Regions from separate parts of the Zea mays genome. Here all the other regions are linked to region 1. The links are chromatin contacts, called in public Hi-C maps. All regions are on one chromosome and are shown on one strand. Each heading gives the region's core, a stretch centred on a gene start, on an enhancer-like site or on the middle of the called end of the contact. The rest is flanking DNA. Distances are from core to core; before and after follow the strand shown.

Region 1 (4,461 bases), core at 771-3,270:
GGAAAATAATTATAGTATTTATACATCACTTGCTAGATTATTAGCAACTGAACCGGAGGTTGGAGCTTCAAGCAACTGTCTCAGTAACTGAGCAGCAAAGTTCAAAGTAAGAAACAAACTTTTAGGAGTTTTTGGGAAATCTAAATAAACACAACTGCAATCCACAGTTTTGAAAAATGATTGTTCATGAGGCAGCAATGTGGGTCCGGTATTCCCTATCCATACATCTTTGCAAGTTTCAAATTGCATTATATATATATATATATATATATATATATATATATATATATATATATATATATATATATATATATATATATATATATATATATATATATATATATATATATATATATATATATATATATATATATATATACCATGCACTATAACAAATGGCACTATAACAATAATCAACTCTGTATGTGATTGATGATCTACATACATCCTAACAAAAGGCACATTCAAAAATATTAATGCAGCTATTTGCAAAGAAATCTTTTTTTCAAAGATAACAAATGCAGTAAAGATGACAAGCACACATGAGAGTTGAGACGCTAGTTTGAGTTGTCACTTTGCCAAAAATGTTAAGAAAAAGACACGCAGCTGAGGAACATCCTACAGAAATCAAGTAAATATGAAAAAAACTAGAAGTGAATTAATCCCCTTAAAAATTAAAGTAACTTAAAATAAACATTATATTGAACTTAAAAACTTTATGTACCACGCATGTGCTTCATACACATATCCTGATTCAGAATAACATAGGGAAAGAGATTCACCCTTGTCTATGATTTTGTATATTAGTTGTAATTATGGGCAAATAGAATGTGCACCTCATTCCAGATATAACATCATGCTATCATGATAAAAGTTTGACAAGTGTCAATGATCAAATAGCTGCAATGGACTCATCATGTTCCAGCTCAGTTGAAGACTTGTAAATTATAGCCCTTAAAACTTCCATGATGGAATGGCATTCACAAGACAAGCATAAGACCATTAAATGAAGAAAGAGATACCTTTCCGAATTGTATACTTTGGGTGGACCTGATTCACAACAGCCAAGCTGAACTGAGCATACCGGCTCCACCCATATGGGAGGCTCCCAGAATCCGCAACATCCAAATACAACGATAAGTGATCCACATTGTTCCCCTTGGGGAAAATTAGCACACGCCTGCAAGCAAAAAGTAGCACGTCCATTAAAACTCTCCAGACATCTACCCATGCTTCCAGTAGCGGTCACAGTGGCAAGGGATCCAAAAGGTCACCATTTGTATCCTCCAACGACGAACGCATCAGAGTAGTGCTTCTTAGTGTTAAGACGACTGAAGCTTTCAATTGTCCAGGTGAAGCGCGACGTCTGCGGGTCCTCGGGTGGCTGGGTCTCCGCTGTGTTGGCGGGTTCTGTCTGCGCAACAACTAGCAGCAGCAACCACGACAGCAACCACCACGTGTGAGATGACATCAACGAGAACTGAAACACATAAACACACCAACACAAGCACAGAGGGCGAGAGAAGGCTCAAGTCCTCACCTTCCATCGGCTGTGGGGCAGGTTCTGGGCCAGCGACAGGGAGCTCCTGGTGCGGCACCAGCATCTCGTCCCCCTGCTGCTGCTGCGAGGAGGGAAGAGCGCGGGCTGAGGAGTCAGATCCAGCTCGGCGCGTAAACCTTGGCGCGCACCCGAGCACCCTCATCGGCGCGGCGGCGAGGGGGGCTGGCCGCGGAGATCGGGGCGAGCTAGCTTTTGTATGAGAGCACGTACCTCGAGAGGGGGCGGCGTCATCATAGTCATGGGGTCCTCGTCGCCCGCACTGCGGTGGGTGTGAGAGAGGCGGCCGCCAAGCAGCGGCGGCGGCGGACGGCGGCGGGAACAGGAGGAAGAACGGCCGAGGTCGAGGGCGGATGCGAGCCCGAGGCCGAGGCAGACGAGGGGAAGTTGCTGATATGGTGAAGCGGAGCACGGGTCGGTCGCGTGCTGTCGGGAACGATTTGGAGTTTTTTTTTCTATTATGACACTCGTTTTAACAGGCTTCTCTGTTATGATTCTCAACTCTATCTTCTCCCTAATCAGTGGCGGAGGACGGATAAATTTTTTTTGGTATTGCTCTACTTCGTATAATATTTAGCACACAAACCAATTAAATTGCAAAATAAAAATGCACAAACATATATAAAAGTAGAACATTGTCTAAAATTAGAATAAATTGTTAAGAAACATGTGCGCAGTAAAAAAATAGATAATACAATATTATACTTATAATTTTCCTAGATAAGTCTTGGAGATCTAGACAATTGCATTTGTCTATCATTATACTTAAATGACTTCTTAATACTTAAAGTGCAAGTGCGAGTTGTGAATTATATGATTTGTGATTATTATCGTCTTTCTCAATTAGGTATGGCTTAAGCTATACTTAGCCACAATGGGCCCTCCGCCTCTGTCCCTAATTTTTACTACTCTATAAGATCTTAGTGTAGACCGCGTGCACCATGGTTCTGCCTCTCCCATCCATACAGTCTCCGATGAGTGGCCGCATGTTGGCAGTCCGTGCCCCCTCCCAGTTTCCTTCGCCTCCTCTCCCACTATTCATTTACAGCAGGTTCTCCCTCCTCCCCATTTCCTCCGCCTCCTCTCCCGCTCACAAGCCAACGGCCGAATCGGCCGTCGCTCCCCTCACCATGGAGGACGACGATACCGACCTCGGCGACGGGGGCAATGCCTCCACTCTACATGGAGGAGGGTCGCAGTGGAAACCCACGGCACCGACGCCGAGGCGAGCGCAAGCCAGGGCCAGGCACCGATGGGACGGCGCATGCCACTGCCAGACGGCATCTCCCCCCCTCCCCGTCAGCGGCGGCGGTGATGCGTAGGCGCCCATGCCGCTCCTGCCGTCGCTCAAGCTGGACCTGTTCCACCGCGTGGCGGCCGCGGGAACGGGCACGGGCGCCGCCGTCGTACGCTTCCCTTTTGGCAGCATCCCCGTTACGCACCTGTACTATTTTTTCGGGCAGACCGCAGCCACCGCGGAAGCAGGGTGTCGTGTGCTCAAGCTGGCGTCGACGGTCACCGTGGCGTAGAGCGACTCGGACTGTTCGTCGGTAGTGGATCTGTCGCCGTCGCCATCGGTCGCTGTGTCGGCGAGGAAGCCCACCGTGTTCGATCTCGACCTGAACTGCTCATCGCCAACGGAGGCGGGAGCATAGTCGCCGGAGCTTTTAATGACTGTCTGTCTGTTAGTTTCTTTCTTCGCCTTTTTCCCGGTAGAGGAAAATTTGGTACTACGCTGAGAGACGCTCTTGTCCGACAGAGGACGACAGATATTTTTGTAAATAGTTTTTGCGCTGGGGACCTTGCTTTAGCTGATGATGAAAGTTGTATTGTCACCCAAGACAGGTCGTGCCCCTCCCCGCGGTCGCCTACAACGCCTTTGCAGCTATGATAATTCAGAGTAAAGATTTATGTTGATTCTCTGCAGAATTATTTTTTAAAGGGAAACATATCTCAATTTTCTGGGTTTGTTGGGACAGACAATCAAGTAAGTTTTTTCATGACAGAACCATATTATGTAAAATATCTATTCTCCCCGTGTATAAACTTTGTGCTAAATTCCACTGTTTTATGTAATGTTGTACTAGCCTTAATGTCTGAAATGATACTACATAGAATGCTTTAATTAGTGGCAATTTTTCTTTCTTATAGTTTCAGTTGTGGTTATCTCATATATATTATTTGGTGTTAGGTACAACTAAAACTTTTCCTTTTTAGTGCCATGTCAATTCCAAAGCAACCATTTACCTTTAGCACATTTATCTGTGTTTTTGAAGCCATGTGCTTTGATTCTAAAAAAGCACATTTTTAAGCGAAAGGTATGGATCTCGCTCTCCTTACTCAAGCACAAGGTACAGAAGTCGCTCTTGGTATGCTCTTTATCCTTAGGCTAGTTAATGTGTTTCTACCAATGTCGTATATTTAAATTCAAGACATGAAACATCTATGTTGCTTGTAATCCAAGTATTTGATATTTATATAATTTATTTAGGAGTGTGGACTCAAGTGATGCTGAAAACCCTGGGCTTGATGATGTAGATGTTGCTAACATGCACATGGAGGTATTATCTCCCGATCTATCTCCTATGTTCTTATTGTTTTCGTCTCTATATCCCACATTCGCTATGTTTTATGCCAATAAGATACCTTTTTCCTCTTTGCTTGTTTTACTAGATTGGTAGACGCATATACAGAGAGAGGTTGGAAACAAGTGATCGTGATGTTGATATGGAACAAAGGTGGGCAAGTGTCTATGCTTTGATATATGAATGAGATACTTGGAGCTTTCAGTTGGCCCATGTTATAACCATGTCAAATTCTTTGCAGGCAACTGATTCCCAGGTAATTGATTATAAAAATACTCGTTAATTTTCTGCATACCTTCTTAGTTTTGTTTAGGTGTT
Region 2 (4,993 bases), core at 580-3,079, 270 kb before region 1:
TACGACGACAAGGACCCCCTAAACTTACTCAACCATTACGAGCAGTTCTTTAGTGGGAGCGTACATTTGCCTCAAATTAAGTCTGCCTCGCTTCCTACCACCTCGTGAGCGTGGTCCAGACACGGTACTATGCCTTGGAGCAAGATGAGGGCATTGCCATCGTGGGAGTGATTCAAGGATCTTTGGCGTCTGTGATTTGGCCTAGCCATCCACACCAATCGTCTCGTCAAACTAGCGAGGCTCCCTTCCATGCCACGGTCCAGGACTACCACGAGCGCTTCAACGTGCTAGTGTGCCTAGGGGCTAGGGGTGGTAATGGATCATGATCCAAATGCTTCTTCACAAAACGACAGGGCCCTAAATAAATTTTAGTTCAAAAATAAATAGAAATAGGGTTCGATCCTAATCCAATCTAATCTTTAAATCTTATAGTGTAAAATTTAGAGCCTATTGTCACCTATAGGTGTGCTACATGTCGAATCTTCTGCCAGTCCAAAAGGTCAACCTCTTAGTTGGGGGTCTTCCGAAGCACATTCAGGTCGACATCAAGCTCCAAGAAACCAAGACCTACAGATGGCCATGCACCTGGCACAAACCTACGAGCGTCGCGTCATGGCCACCATGCCAGTCCCGATGCCGCAAGTCTTCCAGTTAAAATAGAGATTGCTTAGGAGCTAAGTTTAAGTTGGTTTAAAAAATAGGATTGGTTTATTAGGAAAGGAGAGTCCAAATCTGTAAGTATTCCTCCTCTAGTTTGCTTGGGAGCTAAGCCCTCTGGGGACTATAAATATAAAGGCAATGTAACTATTTTAAAGTAAGCAAGATAACTATATTGCTTGGCCTCAAGGGCCATCTCCCATGTGTCTATCGCCCGTCTACTCCTTGTGCACTGTGCACCGTCCGGTGTACACGTCCCGACCATAGATCTCCTATCCATACAACTTACGCAGCCACTGTAGGATTCTAGATCCTATCAGCTATCAACAGTACTATATCACATTAATTTATCTCCCCACAACACAATTTTCATGTGTTTGATGTGTCCATATTTGCTCAGACCCTAAAGCTATTTCTGCTTGGGCATGGCAAACAGCTGCTACTAGCCTGGTAAGGAATTACTTCGCAATCCACAAACGAATTACTTTGTACTACCCAGTATCCTTTGACATGCCCTTCTACATTTTTCCACAAATCCACACGCACCTCCACAATCTACTCGTGATCACATCCTACGGCAGGTGGAATGAGACTGATAGAATTCCAGGTAAATCACTACAGAGCTAACGGAGAAACGATCACCTGCTTCTCCTTGCGTTTTGAAATTTCTACCGAGAGAGTCATTCAATACAACCCGTACAAATTGTCACCTACTGTCCCGAGCTTGCAGAGCAACGAGACGAACCAGAGAATCAAACAGCTGAACGAATCGAGCATTCGAGCCTCACAAGCATGAGTAATTAAATAAAGGTGGATCCCCCCTCGAGGCCCCAAATCAAGGCACGGGCGCGGAAAGTGAATCCCCGCTCGGAGGAAATGGTTCGCAAGAAATGAGTGGCGGAGCAAGAATCGTGCCGACCTCTTGCGCTTGTAGTTGAGGAGGACCTGCGGGTAGAAGCTGAAGGACCACGCGGCGAAGGCGACCCAGCCCAGCACCTGGTACAGGATCGCCAGACCCACCGAGTTCCACGACGACGACATGGCCGACGACGCCTATTCCCGTCCCCCCTTTCCCCGTCTCGTAGCTCTAGCTCCCTATTGGGTGGAGAATGGGGACGGAATCGCCTTGCGCGTGCGATACTCGTATTTTTCTGCTTGGCTGCCGGCTCCGCTACGCTGGGGTCCATTTTTTGCTCCGTCGCGACCGGATTTTTATAGTGGAGGAAAAGCGAGGCCGAGCCAAACTGTCTCTCTGGAGCAGCAGGAATGGTAGGCATCGACGAACGACGGATGTGGCCCCGGACCGTTGAGGCGCTCCTAGACGGGTTCGCGGCGCCGTGCGTTCCCGGCGAACACACGAAAACGAAAAAGGGCCAAACCGAGTGGTGCCCTGGTCATCAAGGGGCTGGCCCGCCATAATTTATGGGCACATAAGTTTTTTTAAAAAAAAAACATACGATGATCCGAAACCCAAGAGATGGCAACAATGAAGGTTTGCTATCCCAGATCCGATCCCATCAATTAAAAACTCTCCACTCTAAAACCTGCAACCGTGCACGGGTACGATTTCACACACATATCTCAACATGTCGGTTATTCTATACCCGACAGGTACCCGTACTTGTCTAGAGTGGTAGAGTTGCGCATGTCTGCCCAACTTAATTTAGCGCGAATGATGAGTGTCAAGTGGTAATATCCGGCCTTCTGTCTTCCATCTTCCAGGTGCGAGCGTGCCACGTGCCTACGCGCGACTTGGTCGCTTGGCGAATTAACGAAGAGTCACATCACAGAAGTTTGGAGCCTTGGACATGCTATATTGTTTTGGTTGGTTGTCTGCCTACTGCTATCATATGTCCCAAGGCCTATGTAGCATGTAGTTGTACCGAGGAGCCCAAGACAAATCATTGAGCTAGGCTAAAAATTTAGAGAATTTGTTGGCTATATTCCAGGTATATTATACCCATGGGTACACGGGTACGGGTTTAATGAGTGCGTACCTGTTCTACCCATTGGGTCCTCTTTCTCTCCCATTAATAGACCCACGGGTATATAATTGTTGAAAGTCGCCTAGATGGGGGTGAATATGGCGAATCTAAAATTTATAAACTTAAGCACAACTACAAGCCGAGTTAGCGTTAGAAATATGAACGAGTCCGAGAGAGAGGGCAAAAACAAATCGCAAGTAAATAAAGAGTGAGACACAAGGATTTGTTTTACCGAGGTTCGATTCTTGCAAACCTACTCCCCGTTCAGGTGGTCACAAAGACCGGGTCTCTTTCATCCCTTTTCCTCTCTCAAACGGTCACTTAGACCGAGTGAGCTTCTCTTCTCAATCAAACGGGACATAAAGTCCCCGCAAGGACCACCACACAATTGGTGTCTCTTGTCTCGGTTACAATTGAGTTGATCACAAGAAGAATGAGAAAGAAAAGAAGCAATCCAAGTGCAAGAGCTCAAATGAACACAAATGTCGCTCTCTCTAGTCACTATTTGATTTGGAGTGATTCCGGACTTGGGAGAGGATTTGATCTCTTTGGTTGTGTCTAGAATTGAATGCTATAGCTCTTGTAATGTGTTGGAGGTGGAAAACTTGGATGCAATGAATGGTGGGGTGGTTGGGGTATTTATAGCCCCAACCACCAAAAGTGGCCGTTGGAAGGCTGTCTGTCGCATGGCGCACCGGACAGTCCGGTGCGCCACCGGACACTGTCTAGTGCGCCAGCCACGTCAGCCGGCCGTTGGGTTCTGACCGTTGGAGATCTGACTGGTGGGGCCTCTGGGCTGTCCGGTGGTGCACCGGACAGGTCCTGTAGACTGTCCGGTGCCCCTTCTGCGCGTGCTCTGACTCTGGCGCGCACTGTAGCGCATTTAATGTGGTTGCAGTCGACCGTTGGCGCGAAGTAACCGTTGCTCCGCTGGCACACCGAACACTGTCCGGTGCTTCACCGGACAGTCCGGTGAATTATAGCGGATCGGCCTCCCATTTTCCCGAAGGTAGCGAGTTCAGCTTCAGGTTCCCTGGTGCACCGGACACTGTCCGGTGGTGCACTGGACACTGTCCGGTAGCACACCGGACAGTCCGGTGCGCCAGACCAGGGTGCCTTTGGGATGTCTTTAGCTCTCTTTATTTGAACCCATCTTTGGTCTTTTTATTGGCTTGTTGTGAACCTTTGGCACCTGTAACACTTATAGACTAGAGCAAACTAGTTAGTCCAATTATTTGTGTTGGGCAATTCAACCACCAAAATCAATTTAGGAAAAGGTGTAAGCCTATTTCCCTTTCAATCTCCCCCTTTTTGGTGATTGATGCCAACACAAACCAAAGCAAATATACAAGTGCATAATTGAACTAGTTTGCATAATGTAAGTGCAAAAGGTTACTGAGAATTTGAACCAATAAATTCTCATAAGATATGCATGGATTGTTTCTTTATATTTTTAACATTTTGGACCACGCTTGCACCACATGTTTTGTTTTTTGCAAATTCTCTTGTAAATTCTTTTCAAAGTCCTTTTGCAAATAGTCAAAGGTAAATGAATAAGTTTAGAAGCATTTTCAAGATTTGAAATTTTCTCCCCCTGTTTCAAATGCTTTTCCTTTGACTAAACAAAACTCCCCCTTAATAAAATTCTCCTCTTAGTGTTCAAGAGGGTTTTAGATATTAGTTTTGAAAGGGTTGTACCAATTTTAAATTCTATCAAAAATAAGATATCAATTGGAAACACATCATGGGAAATCACCAAAAAACTTTTCTTAACTCAAATTTTTAGAAAATTGATGGTGGTGTGGTCCTTTTGCTTTGGGCTAATACTTTCTCCCCTTTGGCATGAATCGCCAAAAATGGATACTTGAGTGAAGTATAAGCCCTTCTAACTATTTTCTCCCCCTTTGGCGAACAAAATATGAGTGAAGATGATACCAAAGTTGGAGAGTGGCACGGAGTGACGGCGAAGGATGAGAAAATACAATGGAGTGGAGTGGAAGCCTTTGTCTTCGCCGAAGACTCCTATTCCCTTTCAATCTATGACTTGGTTTGAAATACACTTGAAAACACATTAGTCATAGCACCTGAAAGAGATATGATCAAAGGTATATTAAAGAGCTATGTGTGTAAAACATCAAAAGAAATTCCTACAATCAAGAATATTTAGCTCATGCCTAAGTTTGTTAAAGGTTTGTTCATCTAGTGGCTTGGTAAAGATATTGGCTAATTGTTCTTTAGTGTTGATATAAGCAATCTCGATATCCCCCTTTTGTTGGTGATCCCTTAGAAAATGATACCGAATGACTATGTGTTTAGTGCGGCTATGTTCAACGGGATTATCCGCCATGCGG
Region 3 (4,938 bases), core at 1,094-3,593, 360 kb after region 1:
GTTCCCCGTAGCCTGAGCTAGCTAGGGGTAGGGTAATGATGGCCCCCCTGTGACGTGGTCGGTCCGAGCCTAAGGTCGGGCGAGGCGGTGATTCTTCCGAGGTCGAGGCTGAGTCCGAGCTCTAGGGTCGGGCGAGGCGGAGACCGTCGTCCGAGGTCGAGGTTGAGTCTGAGCCCTGGGGTCGGGCGAGGCGGAGACCGTCTTCCGAGGTCGAGGTGGAGTCTGAGCCCTAGGGTCGGGCGAGGCGGAGACCGTCGTCCGAGGTTGAGGTTGAGTCCGAGCCCTGGGGTCGGGCGAGGCGGAGTCCGTCGTCCGAGGTCGAGGTTGAGTCCGAGCCCTGGGGTCGGGCGAGGCGGACACCGTTGTCTGAGGTCGAGGTTGAGTCCGAGCCCTGGGGTCGGGCGAGGCGGAGACCGTCTTCCGGAGTCGAGGTTGAGTCCGAGCCCTAGGGTCGGGCGAGGCGGAGACCGTCTTCCGGAGTCGAGGTTGAGTCCGAGCCCTGAGGTCGGGCGAAGCGGAGTCCGTCGTCCGAGGTCGAGGTTGAGTCCGAGCCCCGGGGGTCGGGCGAGGCGGAGACCGTCTTCCGAGGTCGAGGTGGAGTCCGAGCCCTGGGGTCGGGCGAGGCGAAGCTTCCTATGGCGCCTGAGGCCGGACTTGGCGGCTGTCAGCCTCACCCTGACGGGTGGCACAACAGTCGGAGTAGCGCAGGCGGCGCTGTTTTCCTGTCAGGTCAGCAGTGGAGGGGCGAAGTGACTGCGGTCACTTCGGCTCTATCGACTGAAGAGCGCGCGTCAGGATAAGGTGTCAGGCGATCCTTGCATTGAATGCTCCTGCGATACGGTCGGTTGGCGTGGCGATCTGGCCAAGGTTGCTTCTCCGCGAAGCCTGCCCGAGCTGGGCCTCGGGCGAGTCGAAGGTGCGCCCGTTGCTTGAGGAGACCCTCGGGCGAGACGTGAATCCTCCTGGGTCGGCTATCTTTGCCCGAGTCTGGGCTCGGGCGAGGCGAGATCATGTCCCTTGAGTGGACGGAGCCTTGACCTGAATCGCGCCCATCAGGCCTTTGCAGCTTTGTGCTGATAGGGGTTACCAGCTGAGATTAGGAGTCTTGGGGGTAACCCTAATTATGGTCCCCGACAGCAAAAACAACGCGAGTTAGTTCACAATCACGGAGAATGATTATGTGGTATTCTGGCATCTATTAATGAATCTAGGGTGTTTGGTTTCCTTGATTAAAGTTTAATCCGTTCATATCAAACGTTGAATGTCAATTACGAGTATTAAATATAGTCTAATTATAAAACTAATTACACAAATTTATTTAGTCTAATTAATCTATGATTAGCAAATATTTTTGTAGCATCATGCTATTCTCAGTCGTTGTTTCATATATTAATTAGAGTGCCACATTAGATTTTTGTATGACATAACACCATATTAATTGTGAAATGGATGGAAGTAGTTTCATGATCCTGAAACAATATCAACTTATTTTCAGGACATCGAAAAACATATGAAACCACCATCGAGCAATTTGTTTCATCTCCATTCATTTTATACACTTGTATTATCATTTAGATGCAACATTTAATTGACATGATAGTCTATGAAATCATGAAGTAAAATTTTGTATTGAGAGTGTGTAGGCTTAATAATTCCGTTTTGCCATTTAGTCTTCATCTTCATCTATGTAATTAATTTTATAATTAGACTATATTTAAAATTTGTAATTAAGTTTTAAACATCGAGACTAAACTTAGGACTTGTTTGGAAGACAGAGAAATAGAAGAAATTGAATGCTAAAATTCTCTTACTATTTAATATTCCATCCATATCAAAATAGTATTCATTTTAACTCTTGATTTTTATGTATATATTTATCTGACAGTGACTAATATGCAAATAACCATTAGGTGCAAGTGTGCAAGTAGTTATTTTGGTCAGGTAGATCTAGATCCAACTACTGATGTAATCTTGGTTTATTAAGACTTTTTTGTTAAAACTACACGAGGTGATGTTAGAAAGGTTTAAGTGCTAAATATGACACGCGGTTGGATCTAGATTTAACGGATCAAGATATTCACTTACACGTTTGCACCTAATAGCTATTTGTATATTAGTTATTGCCATATTTATCCAGATGATGATGAATATAAATACATATATAGAATGCATTATGAATTCACTAAAATAATAAAATAAATTTTATTTTAAGATATAGTGAGTATTTAATAGCAAACATCTTTAGCCCCTTCAGTCTGTTCATTCCGCTTCTCCTAAACATAAGCAACCAAACATATCCATCGGTGGCGCACAGTCGCGCTCGCGCACCCAGTCCCCTCCAATCCGTGGCGCGCACCCATCAGAAAGCCTGAGCCTGACTACCGACCAGTGACGAGCCATGGAGCTCCGCGAGCTGGGCGGTACGGGTCTCCGCGTCAGCGCCGTCGGCTTTGGTGCCTCTCCGCTTGGCAACGTTTTCGGGGACGTGCCCCGCGACACCGCCCGCGCCGCCGTCCGCCGCGCGCTCGACCTCGGCATCAACTTCTTCGATACCTCACCGTACGGAACTCCTCACCGCCTTTCGATCCCTCCCCTAGTCCCCTCCCCTCTCCTCCTCCTCTGACGGATGGCAGTGGTCTGACTGCCCACCCGCGCTCAGGTACTACGGTGGCACGATATCGGAGTCAGTCCTCGGCGATTGCCTCCGCCACGCGGCCGTTCCGCGGGACCGAGTCGTCGTCGCCACCAAGTGCGGCCGCTACAAAGACGAGGGTTTCGACTTCTCCGCCAACCGTGTGACACGCAGCATAGACGAGAGCCTCGCCCGACTGGGGCTGGACTACGTCGACATCCTCCACGCTCATGACATCGAGTTCACCCATCTCGAACAGGTCCGGTCCCGATTACGGCTCCTGCCCACCACCTCTTTGATGAATTGCCTGGCTCCCGTGCAGTGAGCTTAACCTGGAATCTGGGCACACTGACTCGCATTCTCGCTGTAGATTGTGAATGAGACAATTCCCGCACTCCAGAAGATCAAGGAGAATGGGAAGGCACGGTTCATTGGCATCACCGGGTTGCCTCTCAGCATCTACCCTTATGTCCTCGACCGTGTAGCACCAGGCTCGGTGGACGTGATTCTATCTTATTGTCACTACGGGATCAATGACACCTCCCTTGTTGATCTGCTCCCCTACTTGAAGAGCAAAGGTGTTGGGGTTATCAGTGCTTCGCCCCTCTCCATGGGTCTTTTAACAGATAATGGGCCACCGGAGTGGCACCCTGCACCAGAAGAACTTAAGGTATATATTTAAATTTGTTATATGCCTGTTGATTGAACAACAAGTTTTCTAGAGTACAGTTCTGTTTTTTGTGGCTGAATGTGTGAAACCCACCATTTTTACTGTCCTAAGAGGCATGGTGATAGTATAAAAACATAATAAGAATAATTTTCTAGTAGTTCAATCACACAGCCAGACCATTCTGTCTTGTGGACTGTAATTTTCTCAGTTCTGCATTTCATATCTATTTTCCATAAAATGCTTTTTGGATCCCCATAGATGCCTGAATTCTACTTAGAAAATGAAAAGGTACAATTCATGTTCATTTATTTTCGACCATTGTATCAAATCACATGGAAGGAAAATGTTCATACTTCATAATAAGAGGCGCAGCATTAATTTACAAGGATTGCAAAGTAAACATATTTTTATTTTTGGGTTTGAAGATTTAGGCTATATAGAGCTTACAGTTACAAATGAAAAGAATAAAACAAAACTTAAGGGCTTATGGTGAGGAGATTTTTGAGTGGGTGTCATGGGCTTAAATATGGACCCATGTCTGAGCCCAACATGACCCAGAGAAGAGCCCTAGTTGACCAAGGCCTGGGCCAAGGGCCAAGGCACCCGGCTGGGCTCGAAACAAGGTCGGTGTGGACAGTACCCGTAGCCTGGTATTGTAGCTTGCCTTCCAACCGGGAGGGTCTGTTTAGATGGGAATTAAAATAGAGATTGGTTTCTTAGGAAAGACGAGTCCAAATAACTCTTTTAGTTTGCATGGGAACGAAGTCCGCTAGGGACTCCTAAATATAGGGGCAATGTAATGGTTTCAACCTAAGCAATTATAGAGCAATTGCTCTCCCCTACCCTTCATGCAGCACCCTATTTTGGTGGAACAACTCCAAGGTGCTGATGTGTAGAATTAGCTCAATATGTTGAAGGAACAGCTTCAACGTGCTAATAAACAATGCCCTAAGGGCAGTCTGAATCCACGGACAACAAGAGCTTAATCCAAAGCTCAAAAAGGAGATCAAAACAACACGTTCTATTTCATATGGTAAAGAGTACATACACGCACACGGCCACACCACACACCTATGCGGTGCCGGGTTTATTTTCTAACACACACCACAGTATTTTTTTCTCCTAAATCTATCTAAACTAAATCACACATAAGTGTAATTTATTCAATCTGAGTCCATAGGAACTAACAGAGATGGGCTAAACAATTGCCTGGATACCACTTTTTTTTTGAATACGCAGGGGAGTTTTGTATCATTGCATTAAGGTAACACACCAACTCAACATTCTTGATGATATCTGTATCTTAACTGAACTCTCAAAGATAAACCATCTGTGTGGAAATTGAGAACTCTGTTTGGCATACCAAATGTTAATGTTGCCTTCTATATGTTGCTGAAGATATTTTTGGTTTGTGTTTATTTCTTATACATACTGTTCCAATCTATGCTAGAAATTTATTTGACAAGTATAATATTGCCTGTTTATCAGTCAGCATGCAAGGCTGCAGCAGATCACTGTAGAAAGAAGGGGAAAAGCATTACGAAGCTAGCTATGCAGTACAGCTTAATGAACAATGAAATCTCGACAGTTCTTGTTGGAATGAACTCTTTGGAACAGGTACATTTTTTTTTGACTT

The links. Hi-C and Micro-C count contacts between places; a contact is called where the count stands out from the background.
Region 2: a Hi-C map of leaf shows a contact between it and region 1, with 3 times the contacts expected there. The contact joins the promoter of LOC100283468 here to the promoter of LOC100383306 in region 1. A contact is called at or near these places in 5 of 25 Hi-C or Micro-C datasets (endosperm, leaf and leaf mesophyll).
Region 3: a Hi-C map of tassel shows a contact between it and region 1, with 2.1 times the contacts expected there. The contact joins the promoter of LOC732776 here to the promoter of LOC100383306 in region 1. A contact is called at or near these places in 2 of 25 Hi-C or Micro-C datasets (tassel and an unstated tissue).

What each region holds. Positions count from the first base shown.
Region 1 is chr10:13,131,129-13,135,589 of Zm-B73-REFERENCE-NAM-5.0, forward strand. LOC100383306 (ubiquitin carboxyl-terminal hydrolase 12) reads right to left here and starts at 2,021. Exons shown (of 31, transcript XM_020545177.2): 1 at 1,772-2,021; 2 at 1,541-1,622; 3 at 1,275-1,425; 4 at 1,023-1,180. The coding sequence starts at 1,801. It also overlaps the pseudogene LOC118473509.
Region 2 is chr10:12,865,498-12,870,490 of Zm-B73-REFERENCE-NAM-5.0, forward strand. It overlaps LOC100283468, which reads right to left and starts at 1,830. Exons shown (of 8, transcript NM_001369665.1): 1 at 1,577-1,830. The coding sequence starts at 1,698.
Region 3 is chr10:13,492,313-13,497,250 of Zm-B73-REFERENCE-NAM-5.0, forward strand. It overlaps LOC732776, which reads left to right and starts at 2,344. Exons shown (of 5, transcript NM_001371651.1): 1 at 2,344-2,559; 2 at 2,660-2,891; 3 at 3,003-3,302; 4 at 4,791-4,919. The coding sequence starts at 2,399.